Regions from separate parts of the Zea mays genome. Here all the other regions are linked to region 2. Evidence: chromatin contacts called from public Hi-C data. All regions are on one chromosome and are shown on one strand. The core of a region is the stretch at or near the end of the contact, and the rest is flanking DNA. Distances in the headings are between cores, read along the strand shown.

Evidence for each region. A called contact is a pair of places that touch in the nucleus more often than the background predicts.
Region 1: a Hi-C map of tassel shows a contact between it and region 2, with 4 times the contacts expected there. The contact joins the promoter of LOC103653897 here to the promoter of LOC100304027 in region 2. A contact is called at or near these places in 5 of 25 Hi-C or Micro-C datasets (bundle sheath, ear, endosperm and 2 more).
Region 3: a Hi-C map of bundle sheath shows a contact between it and region 2, with 3 times the contacts expected there. The contact joins the enhancer-like site here to the promoter of LOC100304027 in region 2. A contact is called at or near these places in 3 of 25 Hi-C or Micro-C datasets (bundle sheath, leaf and tassel).
Region 4: a contact with region 2 is called in a Hi-C map of tassel, with 2.8 times the contacts expected there. The contact joins the promoter of LOC103653903 here to the promoter of LOC100304027 in region 2. A contact is called at or near these places in 4 of 25 Hi-C or Micro-C datasets (bundle sheath, ear, leaf and 1 more).
Region 5: a Hi-C map of tassel shows a contact between it and region 2, with 3 times the contacts expected there. The contact joins the promoter of LOC103653902 here to the promoter of LOC100304027 in region 2. A contact is called at or near these places in 2 of 25 Hi-C or Micro-C datasets (leaf and tassel).
Region 6: a contact with region 2 is called in a Hi-C map of tassel, with 3 times the contacts expected there. The contact joins the enhancer-like site here to the promoter of LOC100304027 in region 2. A contact is called at or near these places in 3 of 25 Hi-C or Micro-C datasets (ear, leaf and tassel).

Annotation. Positions count from the first base shown.
Region 1 is chr4:159,414,032-159,417,007 of Zm-B73-REFERENCE-NAM-5.0, reverse strand. It overlaps LOC103653897 (heterodimeric geranylgeranyl pyrophosphate synthase small subunit, chloroplastic), which reads left to right and starts at 1,721. Exons shown (of 1, transcript XM_008680705.4): 1 at 1,721-2,976. The coding sequence starts at 1,831. The coding sequence ends at 2,859.
Region 2 is chr4:159,829,596-159,832,444 of Zm-B73-REFERENCE-NAM-5.0, reverse strand. It overlaps LOC100304027 (60S ribosomal protein L6, mitochondrial-like), which reads right to left and starts at 1,370. Exons shown (of 2, transcript NM_001165551.2): 1 at 1,162-1,370.
Region 3 is chr4:160,327,050-160,329,807 of Zm-B73-REFERENCE-NAM-5.0, reverse strand. It overlaps LOC100274524, which reads right to left. Exons shown (of 4, transcript NM_001148881.1): 4 at 1,789-2,200. Among protein-coding and RNA genes, the nearest start is that of LOC100274524, 11 kb to the right of the region's middle. Within about 2 kb of position 1,402, at least 18 of the 20 cell types and tissues checked have an H3K27ac peak or open chromatin away from gene starts, as enhancers often do. A contact at or near this core is called in bundle sheath, leaf and tassel, where this site is marked.
Region 4 is chr4:160,184,421-160,187,120 of Zm-B73-REFERENCE-NAM-5.0, reverse strand. LOC103653903 (probable serine/threonine-protein kinase WNK4) reads left to right here and starts at 1,377. Exons shown (of 7, transcript XM_020552652.2): 1 at 1,377-2,169; 2 at 2,493-2,530. The coding sequence starts at 2,092.
Region 5 is chr4:160,154,570-160,157,364 of Zm-B73-REFERENCE-NAM-5.0, reverse strand. LOC103653902 (zinc finger MYM-type protein 1-like) reads right to left here and starts at 1,545. Exons shown (of 2, transcript XM_020551894.2): 1 at 1,370-1,545; 2 at 1-1,230. The coding sequence starts at 1,222. The coding sequence ends at 227.
Region 6 is chr4:159,536,544-159,539,537 of Zm-B73-REFERENCE-NAM-5.0, reverse strand. No RefSeq gene overlaps it. Among protein-coding and RNA genes, the nearest start is that of MIR394b, 4.5 kb to the right of the region's middle. Within about 2 kb of position 1,522, at least 5 of the 20 cell types and tissues checked have an H3K27ac peak or open chromatin away from gene starts, as enhancers often do. A contact at or near this core is called in ear and tassel, where this site is marked.

The sequences.
Region 1 (2,976 bases), core at 472-2,971, 420 kb after region 2:
AAACTGACCGATTGCACTGATTCAAACACTACTCTGGATACCTGCAGAGTAAAACATGCACTGCTAGTATAGTAGTAGCTATCCTTCTTCCCTAACCTCATAGTCAAGCTCCTCTCTGCAGATTATTCAGATAACACAATATTTACCGAAATAAGAACCAACATCGCCGGTATGGGGCCGGTGAGGCCGGGGTTGAATTGAGCACGATCTGCTCGAGTGAGGACGATGACGTGAACAGCGCGGGCGGCAACTTGATGGGGCCCTGGGCGGTGCCGAAGCAGCCGAAGATGGAGAGCATACGGAGGTGCGGCGGGCCGCGCAGCGAGGCGGGCTCGAGCCTGGCCCCGGGCGTGCAGGGCGGGGTTGCGACGTCGGGGCCCAGGTGGAGGCGGGTGGCGCGGAGCACGCGCGCGTCGTCGGGCGCGAGCTCGCACGACAGGCCCGGCCACGCCGTGTCGGCGCAGGGCCGTGGGTGGAGCTACGACCACGTCGGGTCGCCGAGAAGGTCCGCACCCGGAAGATGGCCGCCAGCTCTGCCCCCGGCAGCTCCGGCGCCGGCGCGTCCCCTCCGGAGATTGCAGTTGATGGGGATCGCAGCTGGGAGGGTGAGGAGGGCGCAATGGGGAGCGGAGCAGAGGGGGAGGATGTCGGAGTGGGGGGGGGGGGGGGGGGGGGAGGGGGCAGAACCGTGCACTGTGAACGCCTACACTATAGTCTTAAGTGGTAGAGATATATATAGATCTTTGTATTTAGTTGTGTGGATCGCGAGCCTAATGAGCTACCTCGAGCTCCATAATGAGCCAAGCCGAGTTAGCTCATTACAGTAACGAGCCATAACGAGTCCAGCAGGCTCGATATCGGTCCCTACTCACGTGCATCTATACCACTATATAATCTACCAGTTTAAACTTTGCAAAACTCACCTAACAAATTGTAACCTACTTCTTCTTTACTAACTCAAATATGATGGTTAATATTATTTAGATTATCCCCCATCCCCTTCATATCCCGTGACCCTATCGTTCCCTGCCTCCCCTCCCCTCCCCTCCCCATCCCTCGCAACCCCGCTCACCTCACTTGCTCTGCCGCCATCGACATCTCCCTCGCGTCATGGTCGCCGCTTTTTAGATCCTAACGTTAACACGTGCTATATGCTAATATTTTAAATTGGGTACGTTATGTTATGCAGATTTATGAATGTGACAAGAATGATATATATGAAAAAAATACGGATTGTTGTATGTTACAAAACCTTTTTAATAACATTGATATAAAAGTTCGAGCTTTTATAATGAGATACGTTAAAATACTTTTATATTGGCTCACCGCTCACGTTTAAAAGACCATTGAAAAACATATCCAATGACTAGAGACATAGATGAAAACGGTCGAAAATGATATTTATTGGATAATTGGGTTTTTTTTGTTGTTTTTCTTTGAATGCGAATAAATAAGATAGAATATACTATATAAATTTTGTATTATTCTTTTTAACATTGGGTTTATAAAGATTCATAAAAAAGTAAATATAAAATATATTCTATGTGCTCTCAAATAATTCAGTATGGATTCAGAAATAAATTCAGTAAAATTTTCAAACTTTTTATTATAAAGGGCAAATAATATATAAAGCAATTTATACAATATTTTATTATTTTTGTAATAATATTTTATAACATAAAATTGTATACATATGCATTTTACAATATTAAATCTGTCCTCACAGTTTGCATTTCCACTTTCATCCGTCAGACTCAGACATCGCAGTCACCGCGCACCCAAGTGCTGCAAACCACATCTAACCCCAATCCTCCCAAATTCTCCACCGCCATGGCTCTCTCCTCCCTCTTCATCATCCTCCCCGTCCCCAAGGTCCCCTACTCCAACTACTCCCGCCGCTTGCTCACTGCCCGGGCGTCCTCTGACGCTCCCGCTGCCTCTGCGTCATTCGACCTGCGCCGCTATTGGACCTCTCTGATCGCCGATGTGGAGTCCGAACTCGACGCCGCGATGCCCATGCAGCCTCCGGAGAGCATCCACTCCGCCATGCGGTACGCGGTGCTCCCGGGCGCCGGCAAGGAGGGAGCCGCCAAACGGGCGCCCCCCGTGCTCTGCGTCGCCGCGTGCGAGCTCCTCGGCGCCCCGCGCGCGGCCGCACTCCCCGCCGCCGCCGCGCTGGAGATGCTCCACGCGGCGTCGCTCGTGCACGACGACCTGCCCTGCTTCGACGCAGCCCCCACGCGACGCGGGCGCCCATCCACGCACGCGGCGTACGGCACCGACATGGCCGTCCTCGCGGGCGACGCTCTCTTCCCGCTCGCCTACACCCACGTCATCTCCCACACCCCGTGCCCGGACCCGGTCCCCCACGCCGTCCTCATGCGCGTCCTCGCGGAGCTCGCTCGTGCGGTCGGATCCACCGGCATGGCGGCCGGTCAGTTCCTCGATCTGGCCGGCGCTACCGCCCTTGGCGAGGCCGAGGTCATGCAGGTCCTGACGAAGAAGTTCGGCGAGATGGCCGAGTGCTCCGCCGCCTGCGGCGCCATGCTCGGTGGGGCCCGGCCCGACGAGGAGGCCGCGTTGCGGCGCTACGGCCGCACCATCGGCGTCCTGTACGAGCTCGTGGACGACATCCGGAGCGCATCGGGAAACGGCAAGATGAGGAGCAACGCCAGCGTCCTGCGTTCGCTGGGGATGGACCGCGCGCTCGGCATTGTGGAGGAGCTCAAGGCTCAGGCCAAGACAGAGGCTGACAGGTTCTCGGATAAGTACGGCGATCGGGTGCTGCCTTTATACAGCTTCGTGGACTACGCGGTGGAGAGAGGGTTTGAGCTCCAGGATGCAGCGGCAACTCTGTAGAGTGGACGATCGCTGTTGCTACTGAAAATTGGAGGCTTCGAGCTAGTGAGATGTACATGGCCTAGGAATTTGGTGAGAGCTTTATCTGGCATAGATCTAATCCCTATTTTATCTAGA
Region 2 (2,849 bases), core at 121-2,620:
AACAGTGGAAATTCAAGTGCAATTAAGAGTAAATTTCAAGTGTAAATTATCTTAGATAATACCACAGCAAATTGAATATCAGATCAGTTACGCCATCACATAGCAGTTATCCCACTTTGTGGGTTATTATCAATGTTTTCAGATCGGCTGATCGCTCCTGATCGCCCGATTAACCGGGCTCTGATCGGTCAACCAGACATCCTGATCGTCCAGGGTTTAGAATGAATTTGGTTTTCTGTTCACTTTGTATTTGTATCAAGTAAAATCCTTGGAATGACATGTACCTGAAAAAGTACTACGCCTGACCGGCTTCCCGGTAAGCCCTGAAAAATGTTTGGCCTGTCTGATATTTGTGCGTAAACCATAAATCCAAATCGGTTCTAGACTGTCTTCCAATCTACATGCTTGACTGAGTGAGGATGTGGCAGCTTTTGTTCACATCATATTCCATTAGATAGAAAGAGCTACAAAAGGTGTACCAGATAGATTCATATACTAGGCTTAGGCTCAAATAGCGCTTTGACTGATATAGGTAAAAAAAATTCCAATTTACATCCAGGTCTTATCTACTTAGTTGTAAATTTCCGATTTACATCCAGGTCTTATCTACTTAGTTGTGGGCATTGCCCTCGAGAAGCCAAGCCAGCCCCAGAAGGAACAGAAGCAATTGAGTCTGGCTCAACTTTTAAAAAAAAAGTGTGCTTCAATCGTATCGAGTTGTGTAGGTTCCTTTCCTGGTTTTGTCCTTCATTCGCTAGGCGTATTCCTCATCCCGTTTGTTTAAATTCTTCATTCGAAGATGGATCGGCGTAAACTTTATCGCGTTCTGAAACAGGCATGGCCCTTCGCTATAGGAACCGATCAACCTTCATATATATAACTACACGCCCATGGGCATGGCTTCAGGTTCAGGCTTTCAACAAGGCAAACAGCCATACGTGATACGCCTATGGACATGGGCAGCAACAGGCTAACAGCTATAGTGCCATACTACAACATGAAGCAAATAATCACTGGAAGGTTTCAGGCTTTCAGCATCAAAGTAAAACTGAAAACAAACAAACATGGACATGGGAAGCAACAGGCCAACAGCCATACGCAGAGCACACCAGAAAACAGGGACAAGCTCTGAATCTGGATTCTGGAGACTGGAGACCGTACCTGCAGGCCGGCTGCTGGCGCCGCCGCGCCGGGGATGGAGGAGGGGACGATGCCGCCGTATCCCCCGTCACCGGTAGCGCGCCGCCGTCACCTGTTCCGCTAGGGTTCCTCCCTCCGCAGCTGCCTGGTTCGTGTCGTGTGTGCCTGGGCGTTGCTCTGTTGGCTCTTGGTTGTGCAGCTTCTGCTCAAGTGGTGGGAATTGGGAAAAAGGAAGCTGGGCTGGGCCTCTGGGCAAGTGAAGTGGGCCACTGGGCCGAAATTTCAATCACCGCTCTTCTCTGGTACAGCGGGTACTACTACTAGATCACCGATGAACTGATGGAGCTCTTTCACTTTACCTTTCCCTTTCTGTTGCAGAACAGCTGGAAGATTTACCCTAGCTAGCTGCTAGTCCTCGAATGAGTGACGATGGGGTGAAGTATTTCCGTGGATCACGTGCAAATGTGGAAATATACCAGTAAAGATGCAGGCAAAATCACCCGCAACACCACTGTAACAAACAGTGCCTGAAACGAACATGGAGCCGTGCTGTGCTGTTAAAGAAGGAAAGGTGGGGCGGGGAAAAGCATTCGTCAGAGTGCCGTGAACATTGTTCACTGAACATCCAGGGAAGTACTAGCTTTCTTTTGCTCAGTCATGTCACTGTGTGACCAACTCCCGGGCCATTTCACCGTGCATTAGAAATGCGAGCCTGCGGCATGTCCAGGATAATTAAGCACCAAAGAAACACGGCCGGGCATGATGGTGGAACGGTTGGCTGCTGAAATGATGTATGCTCGTGTTCGTGTTCGTGTCAGTAGTGATCCTGATCCAGATTCTGAAAAGCGTTCTGAAAATGACAGATGGCTGCTGAAAAGCGTTCGTGTCAGTAGTGATCCAGATTCTGAAACACGGCCGAGCATTCACTAACTAGTTTTGTTGATATTTTCATTAAGGACACATCAAGCAGTAGTGATCCTGATCCAGATTATTGTTGAAAGGTTTGAGTTCTAAATTCTCTGAAGAAACATTTCATATGTTGAATCGGAATCGCTTCATGAAACCGTTTGACTGTTAGACTAGATTCTACTATATCGTGAATAATTTTTTAATATATATATATATATATATATATATATATATATATATATATATATATATATATATAAAAATATATATATATACTTCAATTTTTTTGTAGTTATTTTTGTGGGAAATAACAACATAAATGCAACCAATTTTAACTTGTTACGCTAAAAGAAAGATAAGTTAAAAAAAACTAATTACTATTACATGCGAAATATGGAAATAGAATCACTTGAAACTACTCTAGAGCTGATTCAAGAGGGAATTACTACTAGAAATGTTTGTACCTACCATCGGTATCGTCTTTGACTATTTGGAAGTGCTAGTGATTCTGGTGAGAACCGAAACCCATTCCCTCGCCCAACTAGACCCAAGATTAATTTTATGTGCGCTACAAAGTAGATATTTGAAATATATAAGTATAAAGTGTTGAATTTTGAAGCACAAAGCTTGAAATATGCTTTAGAGTTTGAAAGGTACTCGTGCAGCTAGCTGATCGCGAACGGTCTCAAAGGAAAGGTACTCTGCCGATTTTGCTGGAAAAAAAAAACCCTAATGTCCCGGGACCTACCATTTTTCTCAAAGGCATAGCAGGATGAGATCCAGTCAATTACGGGTGCAAA
Region 3 (2,758 bases), core at 153-2,652, 500 kb before region 2:
GGTGTTGGTGTTCTCAGTGATCTTGCATTAGTGGGGATTGTTGAAATTTGTTATCCAGTTTTTTTAAATCAGATAGACCACCGGTGGAAAACACATATAGTTTTTTTTTATGATGGCGGTGAATTGGTGAGGTACAAGAGCCTTTTCGTTGCAAAACAAATTGTGCGAGCATCTGAAACACAGAAATAGCAGAACTCAAACCGGACGACACCCGATTAACTTGTAATAGATTGCAAGCATGCATGAACACGACAATCATATGGCGGGAAGAAGTAAAATGCAGCAGCGGTCCTTGAACTTGGCACGCTGTGTATCAATTGGGCACGTCCTCGAACTCAGGAAACCAGGAAAACATGCCATGTAGCTTGGTCGGCCCGTGAAAAACCTGGTTTGCTCAAACCGGATGCAGACGCGGCGTGCCACGTTTGAATGCGCACTAATTAAAGTTGGAGGATCAAAGGGACACAATATGCCAAGTTTAAAGACCCAAGTGAGTGAGTGAGTGGCTCTAATGTAGCACAACACGTCGATATCTGGCCTGAGCAAACCCGATTTTGGACGGTTTTAGATAGACCGGTAAGTTCCAGCACCATCTGTTTAGTTTAAGGAGCGAAACGACACACCGTGTCATGTTCGAGGATGTCTGATGCATATTGCTCGGCGGGAAGGCTGGGTACTAAGCTAATGTGACGCGGAGCGGGGCAGTGTTGTTTCTATCAGGAAGGACCGGCGTGCATGAAGATGTGCCGGCGCGCGTGCATGCCACTTATCTCCACATGTAAGCATGTTCGCGGTCATATGATGGCAACAAATGGCTGGCTGGAACAGTACAAATCACGGAACCTCTGGAGTCAGCAGAGAGCCATCACTCGCGGTGCAGTCTGTGGTTGAAGATCCTCTAGCTAAGTATATATATTCTCGAATCGATGTTTCAGCCATGCTGCGAACGATGTTGCGCGTTTGTGTCTGGCACTCTGGATTCAGAGAGAGAGAGAACAGCAAATACACCGAAGCGCACTCTTCGCCAAAAAAGAAACATTGTTTCATGCTCGCACTGTAGACCAACTCGGCTGACGGCAGCTGATGGGAAGCATGCCAGGTACAGTAAAGAAAGGTCGTGGCAAGTTTGTTCTAGCCGTCATCCGCACCCACTCGCGGACAAGGGAAAAAAATTTGCTAGTGACGGCTGACGGCTGAGAAGCGTGAGCCAGCGGGCGGCCGGCCGGGCTCAAAAGACGACAGGGACAGGCTCACCGTCGTCGGCACGCGATTCTTTACGTGATACTGTTTTGTTTTGTGTATGTACAAGGCCGCCGAAACAGCGGTCCGTACCAGCGGACTAGCAAGGTCCACGGACCATCTGCTGCAGGTGTCTGCGTGCGACTTGGACGCTGCGCAGTGGATGTCGCTGTATTACCGACTTGGATGCTGCGCAGTGGATGTCGCTGTATTTACCCCGCGTGGCGTGCGCCGCTCTGCTCGACTTCATCTGCGAGGAAGCTGCAGTGCCATCTGATGGTAACTGGTTTAGTGATGACTTTTACCATGGAGGCGGATGGACGGACCTCCGTTGACTTCATCTGATAGTTCATCTTCGTACGGTCGGTTCATGCCAAATGTCAGGCAAGCAAACAGTTTTTCCCGCCAAGAAATGTGTATCGGACGGTCCGTGCAAAACTGTTTGTAATAATCTTGCCCCTCAATCCATCATCGCCTGTCCACAGGCACCAGCCAGTGCTGTACTGCTGCTATCTTGGCATTACGGTAGCCGAGGAAACACATCGCTCTGCAAGAACCACACTGTACATATAGCAACCGACAGATGCTTGCAACAAACCGTATATATAGCAACATTAAGAGTGTACAGAATCCGTGCACATCAGATGTACAGCACGCCTCCGAGCATCTCTCTATACAGCGACCAAGGCCCATCCTGCTAACAACTTTTTCAACACTGGTGCTCTGATGAGCCCAACTAAAGGCACTAGAAGGGGGGGGGAACACACAAAACCGTTCTGAAAAGCGCATATAGGGTAAATGTCTGGCGAAGGATGACGTTGCTCAGTTCTCGGCATTTATTCCGAAAATCCGGACCTTGTGCATATTCGGTAGTTTCGCGACCACAAGCACACTGACGGCAAGGGTATTGAGGAAGAGCATAGGTTGTTGGTAGTCTGTGGTGTGCAGAGCTATCAGATACCTGTCAAGAAAATGTGGGGAGGAAGCAAGCTACAGTTAGTATCTTTCTGCGAATAATGGATAAAAATAGTGCAGTTCTGCCGCTCATTGCTTTAGCATACGAGTAGTAACGAATAAGGCATGAAAAGCAGTTAACTTTTTTTAGGATTAGCTAGTGCATCATGCATGTTCACTATATACCATGTGAGCCTGATGGAGTGACGAACGCAGAAGTCACATGAAAGATCAGTCTATATTAATTGCACTACAGCTCTACAGTCAGAACACACTCAGGATAATGAACAGTCAGCAATGTGTACAGGCTGACAAATATCTGAAAAAATACTGCAGCATTGCACTACCGTGAACACAATTATGCTATGCAAATGGAAGGTAAGGCATCCAATTGTACACATCATATACCCAAGACAAACTCTAATGTCCATGCTACATCTAGAAAAGGTGCTCTACCACCTACATGGCAACGTTCAAGGTTTATCCCACATTCACCATAAGGCGTGGCAGTGGCTTCTAAACAAAGTGAATTGGAGGCGGAGCTTAGTTCAGACCAAGGTGGGCC
Region 4 (2,700 bases), core at 128-2,627, 350 kb before region 2:
TTAATAGAGGCCTAACGTCGGAGGCGGTTGCAATGCTCACCTCCTATAATAGTTTTTGTCCGCATCTACTAAAGTTTCTATACTAGTGAATCTAACATTTCAAATCTTCCCATGAATCAATAGAATTTGTCGATAGACCAAACAACCGCTTTCTGATTGTAAAGCCGAGACACATTAACAGATAGTTCGCCATGACTGCTAAGTCCCCTTCTGTTGTTGCGATAGATAGTCGATAAACCCCAAGCCAATCTGATGAATCAGAATACATATGGCTCAATAGGAGCGGATTTGAAATTCTTTGGCCAACTAACTTGGCTCAATTGGCCCACAAATGATTTAAAGATGGTCGTCGTCAAGTTTCCTAGAGCTTTGCCCCAATAAACTCGATTATAGTCGAAATCTTCGTGTTGTACTTCATATCCATTGTAACCTTGATCTAGGCATCTAAGACTGTCCTTGCTTGCCGCTGAAGGCGTACAAGCCCCCCATCGACTATGAATGTGAGGAGATAGGTCCCATGATTCATCGCACTGTTGACTCTGACTCTTGTGGGAGTATTCTAGTTCGATCCAAGTTGGGTCGTTTGAGGACTCAACATCCTCATGACACAACACCAGAGTCACTAGGGCTTCTAAACATATGATTGCATATATCATCATGTTGTTGATCTTCCTTAGGTCTTTATGGGCCTACACATTGTTCTGTGGGAGTAGCGATGTAAGCCTGTCTAGAAAGAGTTTTGCGGTCATAATATTTTAGGTTGGTGTTGTATAGATTTGCTAGCTATGAAAGTTGACCATCTAAATCTGGTCATGAGCATCTTGGTCACGTTGTCATAGCTCTTCCTGGTTTCTTTGTCTTATGGCTGCCCAGTCAGCATCATGGTCGGTGTGGTCTTGGGGGGGGGGGGGGGGGGGGTAACCATTTTGATATCCGGAGTTCGCCATGAACATAAGGCGATCTTCAGAGTCATAGTAGTATGAGTCCGAACCAAAGTGGCAAAGTCAACGTTTGAGTCGGCGGTGAGGTGAAGTCTGAGTCCAAATCTGTTTCATAAGGTCGGACCGGCCTGAATTCAGCGAGGTGTAGATTGGAGCCGCTGAAGCTTGGACGAAAAATGATTTAGTTGCTAGGAGGTCTAAGATAAAACCGATATTCCCAAGCTTGATAAATCTAAAGGTACTAAAAAACTTCCTCTCCTTATGCGGAATTACTAGACTTGAGCTTAGGACATCTGATCCGACCAATCCAAAAAAACTGACCCGATCGATGCAATAGATGGAGCATAGTTTTTTACCCGAAAACAATCCACGGGCCAACTACGGGACCAAACGGTCCGAGGTTATCTGCCCGATTGTAAACCGTCCGCACATTGCTGTTTTGTTTCACAGCGGCAAAAGTAGGGAGAAACCAAAAGCGAAAGGAAGGTAGGCTGCGTACTCTACGTCCAAAATCACAAACAGACAGAACATCCCCACGCAAGGCCCAAGCGCCCAACTATCATTTCTCCCTCTCTCCCACCTTTCCCTCCCCACCACCACCTACCTACCTCTTTATTCGCCGTCGCCTACCACCTCCCCCTCCTCTCCGTGCAGACCTCCGCTCCGCACCACCAATCCGTCGTAACCCTAGCCCAGCCTGGTCTCGGCTGGCCCCGCTCCGTTCATGTGCGGCACCACCGCCTCCCCGTGTTCGTAGTAGCCGCCGCGGGGAATTTCCCTCCCATGGGTTCCGCATACGCCCCTGAGAGGACGCCGATCGAGGGAGAATGAGGTGCTGCATCTGCCGCGTATCCTCCGCCGGGTGCCGGGCCATGGGCGTTGCGGGACGGGCGAACCCGACGTCGTCGCTGCGCAGCCGACGCTGCCTCCGCATGCGGCCGTCGTACGCCCCGTTCTCCGAGCCCTTCACTGAACGCCCGGCACCCGCCGCCCCGTCCTCCCCTTCATCCCCCGCTGCTGCGCCTAGGGCGTAGGAGCCGCGGGCGGACCGCCGATATCTCCGTCGATCTCGCTGGCTCCTCTCTCTCTCTGCTTCCTCTCTCTCTCCCTCTCGCTCGTAGAGTCAGTTGATTGTCGGGGCTGATCCGGAATGGAGGTGTTTGGTTGTGGGGATGGGGTGGTCGATGCTGAATTCGCGGAAGTAGATCCAACTGGGCGATACATGCGCGTAAGTTCCTTGTCATCCCTATCTGGCTTTATCCTGTCATTGTCATGGATTCGCATTACATTTTAGGTTTGTTCGATGTGAATGTGATTTGACATCTCCATGATATCATGTCAAGCTTTTATGGTGCATGCATACATCAATTTAGTGAAAAAAGCATCCTGTATCTTTAAACAGTATTATTCTAAAAAGTGATTTCAATTATCTGTAAAATGAAATGCCCTGAATTTTCATGCTCAGTCATGGAAACAGGTCATGCAAAATGACAACAAAAAACAACATGACTCTGCCAGTTGTATTGATGTGATTCTCTTTCTTTGGTGCAGTATAATTTGATTTTGGGGAGGGGAGCTTTCAAGACTGTGTATGCCCTCTGCTCCTCAGCATCTTCTTTTTCCATTTTATATTTCTTTGTTAAATAGATTCCTTTGCTGCAATTGGTTGTCTAACTTTGACAAATATATTGGGGGAAAAGGCCCTGCAGACCTGCAAGATGCAGTAGAACATAGATGCACGTTTATCTAACTGTTGCAT
Region 5 (2,795 bases), core at 296-2,795, 320 kb before region 2:
GCTGAGCCACCCACAACAGTCAACAAGTCATAGATCTTTGTAAAGAATTCACTAACACCTTCATGCTTTCTAACAACTGTGATAAGGACTAATTGAAGTTGGTGAGCAAAGCAATGAACATAATAAGCTGAGGGACTTTCTCTCATGATTAGTGATTGCAATCCATTAAATTCACCTCTCATATTACTGGCACCATCATAGCCTTGGCCTCTGACTTGCTTTAAGCTTAGTTTAAGTTTTGCAAACATGACATCAATAGAAGACTTGAGGGAAATGATGTTGTTTCTGCAACATAAACCAAACCAACAAATCTCTCTTTGACAATTCCACATTGATCAACATACCGCAAAACAATAGCCATTTGTTCTTTCCAAGAAACATCTCTAGACTCATCAACTAGCAAGGAAAAAACATCAGCTCCAAGTTCCTCAAGAATAGAATGCAATATTTCATTTGCAAAGCACTTAACAATATCCCTCTGGATTTCAGGAGCCACTAAAAGACTATTAGCTGATGCATTTTTACCTGTTACCTTACGCAATTCTGGATTTTGCTCTGTTGTGTAATCACGAAATTCCCTAAAATTTCCTTTGTTGTAAGACTTCTCAGATTCATCATGACCCCGAAAAGACAAGCCTTGCTTCACTAATATCCTAGCGACATTAATGGACCCATTTAGATGAGTCAAATATGCCTTCTTTCCCGCTTCACTTTGACTTCTAAATGCAACATTAATATGTTGTTTTGTTTTCAATAGATCATCACACTTCTTCATTGCTTTGTTGTGTAAGCTACCAACATTGCCCACATGTAATTTTAGCCTTTCTTTTCTATGATAGCCATTCCAACCAGTAACAACAAACGCGTCATATCCAGGATCTTTCTTATCTCTAAACAAGAAGCAACAAAAACAATAAGCTTTGTCTTTGGATTCACTGTATTCAAGCCAACTTCCAAACTCATCAAACCATTCTAGAATAAATCTTCTCAGATTTCCTCCAATTTCTGAGCATGGAAAACTGCATGTGCGAGGTTGCGATGGTCCATTCTGCAAATACTTTCTTCTCACCCTCTCTCTCTGATTAGGATGGTACTCATCTATTAATTTCCTCAGTCCTGGATCATATTTAATCTCCTCTTCCCAATTGATATCACCTTTAGGTGAACCCCCAATTGCATTACTATTTGGTTCTGGTGCTTTTCTTTTATAGAAACGCTCCATCAATTTAGCTAGCATTTGATCAAATGAAAATTGCAATTATATGCCATATACAATTATACATGAAAAACAACATAAAAATAAGTAAAGCTAATTAAAAAATTAGAAGCAACTCAAGCTAGGTTTGGACGCACTCAATCTATCACGCACCGGAGCCATGGGAGGTGGGAGCGTGCAGCCTCTAGCCTCTGGCCTCCGTGCGCAGACTTGCAGGCTGCAGCAGCTTGCTGCTTGCAAGCTTGCTTCGTCTTCGTGAACCCCCAGCAACTTGCTGCTTGGCCGGAACGGTGAATCGTGACGGCGCTGGTTGAAGAAGCTAGGGCGCAGCTGGGCAGCATGGGTAAATGTCAGGCTGCTACACGATTGGGGCTTTTGTATTTGGATGGGCTGCCAGGCTGCTACATGATTTTTTCATTTGTTGAGAAGTCTGGGCCTTAGGGGTGCATGATTTTGGCCCACTACGGGTGCATACACTATAAAAATCTGCTGACTATAATTAAAATTGATTTTTCCGTGGGTGCATTTGCATCCAGCACTATCAACGTAGCTTCGCTCGTGGTTGATATAGTCACGGCGTGTGGTCCCCAATGAATTGACCATTCTAGTTGTCGGGGACCATAATTAGGGGTACCCTCGAGACTCCTAATTCTCAGCTGGTAACCCCCATCAGCATAAAGATACAAAGGCCTGATGGGTGCGATTAAGTCAGGGATCAGTCCATTCGAGCGTCTCGATCACGCCTCGCCCGAGCCTAGCCTCGGACAAGGGCAGCCGACCCCGGAGGATTTCCGTCTCGCCCGAGGCCCCCCTCCAACGGCGGACATATCTCCGGCTCGCCCGAGGCCCTGCCTTCGCTAAGAAGCAACCCTGACTAAATCGCCGCACCGACCGACCAAGTCGCAGGAGCATTTAATGCAAAGGTGGCCTGACACCTTTATCCTGACGCGCGCCCCCCGGCAGAGCCGAAGTGACCGCCGTCACTTCGCCGCTCCACTGACCGGCCTGACAGAAGGACAACGCCGCCTGCGCCACTCCGGCTGCAGTACCACTTGATAGAGTGAGACTGACAGGCAGTCAGGCCCTGCCAAAGGCACCATAGGAAGCTCCGCTTCGCCCGACCCAGGGCTCGGACTCGGGCTAGGTCCCGGAAGACGGCGAACTCCGCTCTGCCCGACCCAGGGCTCGGACTCGGGCTAGGTCCCGGAAGACGGCGAACTCCGCTCCGCCCGACCCAGGGCTCGGACTCGGGCTAAGTCTCGGAAGACGGCGAACTCCGCTCCGCCCGACCCAGGGCTCGGACTCGGGCTAAGTCCCGGAAGACGGCGAACTCCGCTCCGCCCGACCCAGGGCTCGGACTCGGGCTAAGTCCCGGAAGACGGCGAACTCCGCTCCGCCCGACCCAGGGCTCGGACTCGGGCTCAGCCCCAGAAGACGACGAACTCCGCTTCGCCCGACCCCAGGGCTCGGACTCCGCCCTGGCCTCTGCCGACGACCTCCGCCTCGCTCGACCCAGGGGCTCGGACTCGGCCTCGGCCATGGAAGACAGACTCGACCCCGGCTTCGGAGGAGCCTCCAC
Region 6 (2,994 bases), core at 273-2,772, 290 kb after region 2:
TGTTTTTGCCCAAGGTTGCACTTTTTGATCTTTTAATCAACTCATTTGTACTTTGCATCTTCAATCTGCTCGATTAGAACCTGTGCTCATGCTCATACCAAGATGGTTAGTTCATAGTGATGTGTTGAGTAGTTAATCACCAAACCACTTAGAAATAGCCCAAATACACATTTCACTTTCACTTTGCATAAGTGAGTTGGCGAAAAAAAAAACATAACGAGTCTTGCCATTAGCACCCAAATTTACCACGTTTTCACATATAAGAACACACACATATGTTAGGATGTGTTTGGGAAAAGAGATAGCCCCTTCAATCTACTCCAATTTTCTTACACGTCCGCGAATGCTAAATCCTCGTGGAAGGAGTTTATTGTTATTATGATTCTCGTAAACAGTGACTTCTCTATATAGTGACTTCTCTGTAATAGTACTGACAAAATGGCCTTCTACATAATAATACTTACAAGTTAAGAAATTATCTAAAATGTTATCTCACTCGATCGTATTTCATCAATTTATATTTTGTTTTCTTATTTTCTATTATTTGAAGGATACTTTTACCTGGTATTGTGCGAAGAGCAGGGCTTCCTCTTCGCCGGCAGCCTCGCCGGGGGAGCGGACAGGCACAGCCTCGGGTATAAGCTAGCTTGAAATATATGGCCGTTTTGGAGAAGTTTCACACTTATGAATATTATTATAGAAAACCCCATTTTATAAGTATTATTGTAGAGAAACCACTACTTACGGGTATTACAATAGCAATAAACTCCCGTGGAAGAGAGCAGCTGGGCCTAGGGGACGCGGGAGAACGCCGGGGAGGAGAGCAGCAAGTCAGACGACTGCCTCCCCATAGATCTGCACCAGGAATTTGCAACTTCCACCCCACAGATATCTGCAGTCCCACCAATGGATGGATACCGCAGTAGATGTTCGCATATTTAACAGCTTGGCCATGCCGGCACGGCGCCGCGCCTTGCCGAGCCGAGCGCCATCGTCGTCAACCTGAGTCGCAGGCTCGCAGCTGATGGGGGCCGTCGCTAACCGGTGGAAGCGATGAGCACAAGCTCCTAGCCTGAGGTAGCTCTGCAGCGCATGGTGCTGCTGGATGTGCGTTCCCGGTTCATCACATCGGCGCGTCGTAGGAGGTGGGGTTGCACGCGGAATGGTCCGCTGCTCTGGAGATGGCAACCTCAACGAGGAAGAAGACAGATAGCGATGAGCAGCGGGAGCACCAACGTACATGGCTGATTGCACTTTTGAACACCTTGATAGCTACGGCGCCCCAAATCTTGTGCTCCCCAAATTCCGAGCATTTCTCTGAGAGGGCATGTGCCCAAATTATGAGACCGGGACCGAAAAAAGGTGTGTCTCTGCAGCTGTTCAATCTTGGCCATGTCCATAATGAATTGATTCCCATGCATGGCGTCCTGATCATCGCAATTCGCACTACTCTATGCTGACTATGCATGCTCGACACGAAAGGAACGTACATGCAAAGGTAGGAGAGTACACACTACACACTAGACATGTAGACCAGACCAGCGCATCTCCATGCATCACTTGGCATTTGAGAGAACCTGAGTACCTGACTGAACTGAAGTACTAAACAATAACATGATCTGAGCAAAAGGTGTCAGCTAGGTAGATGCCTCGATCCTAGACACTTTTAATTTGATCCTTTTGCTTTAGAGTCTTTCTGTTGCTAATTAATTTGAGCTGCAATCTTATTGTTTTTCCAAAAAAAAAATCATTACCACAGTAGCAACGAAATTACAAATTGTTGGTGATATCATTAACCATAGTGCATTTCAGCTGCAAACTAACTTCACCGCGATGGTAGGCAGGCACATCGTTGGACACCAGTCTAGGATCAAAAGAGTTATGGTACTGTTTGGTTCACGGAATGTAACGTAAATAGTAACGGTAATGATTCACGCTCGAGTACCAGCAGTAATAAATTTAAATAGGTTGCTATCAGTTTCTAATGTGATATCCGGTTCTTAGTAACCAGGTTCCCAGATCGATGGGATCGAGGAACGTGGTACGCGGTACGCTACTAAAACTAGGATTTAACACTACTGGAACGAGATAGTTCCCATGTTCGCGGAACAAACGTTCCCGGAACGTGGCTAAGTTCCCAGTTCCCGGTTACTAAGATCCGGTTCTAGTTAGATTTAAACAAATATGGTTTAATATTATCATTTACTCATCACATTACAAATATGTGAATCAAACAACGCCTATGTTGTGGAAACCCTAATAAGAGAACATAGGTTATCGTGTGGTATATTCTACACAGGATAGAAAACACATCAGCAGCCTATTCAGGCTATTCAGGTACAGATACTGGAAAACAAGAACGGAAATATACGATCGAGGAGTTTTTTTTCGTTCTTGCGTCCATGAACTCATAATCCAGATAGTGAACAAGAGGACATGACTTTCATAAACATATTCAACAGAATATTGAATGTAACATAAGGCCGTCGACATATGCAGCTGCCATATTCCAAAGGTTAGGTTCCATATGCTAGTAGGGTGCATAAACCGTATTAACCTCAGAAAGTTCGTCCTAGCTTGAGGCTCCAGGCTTGGCCCGGCTTGATCAACTTCTATGATGTTTGGATGGGAGTTACACGGAGGCGAGGTAAACATCGGAACAATTTTTTGTGGTATCGTGGTCCAAAAAAATCGAGTGGACGGTGTCACCATCGTCTTATCCCATTTTAACCTCAAACCAAACACATCCTTAGTGTTTTTTTTGTAGCGTCGTGGTCCAAAAAAATCAAGTAGACGATGTTGTCCCGTTTTATCCTACTTTAAACTCAAACCAAACACAGCCTCTACTAAGAATGTGTTTCGTTGGATGTACAAGGAGGATAGAAGGGGACGGCCATAATTTCTATAGTATTTGGATGAGAGTCACGTGAGGACGAGGTACACACCGGAATATTTTTTTTGGCGACGTGATCCAAAAAATCGAAGGAACAATGT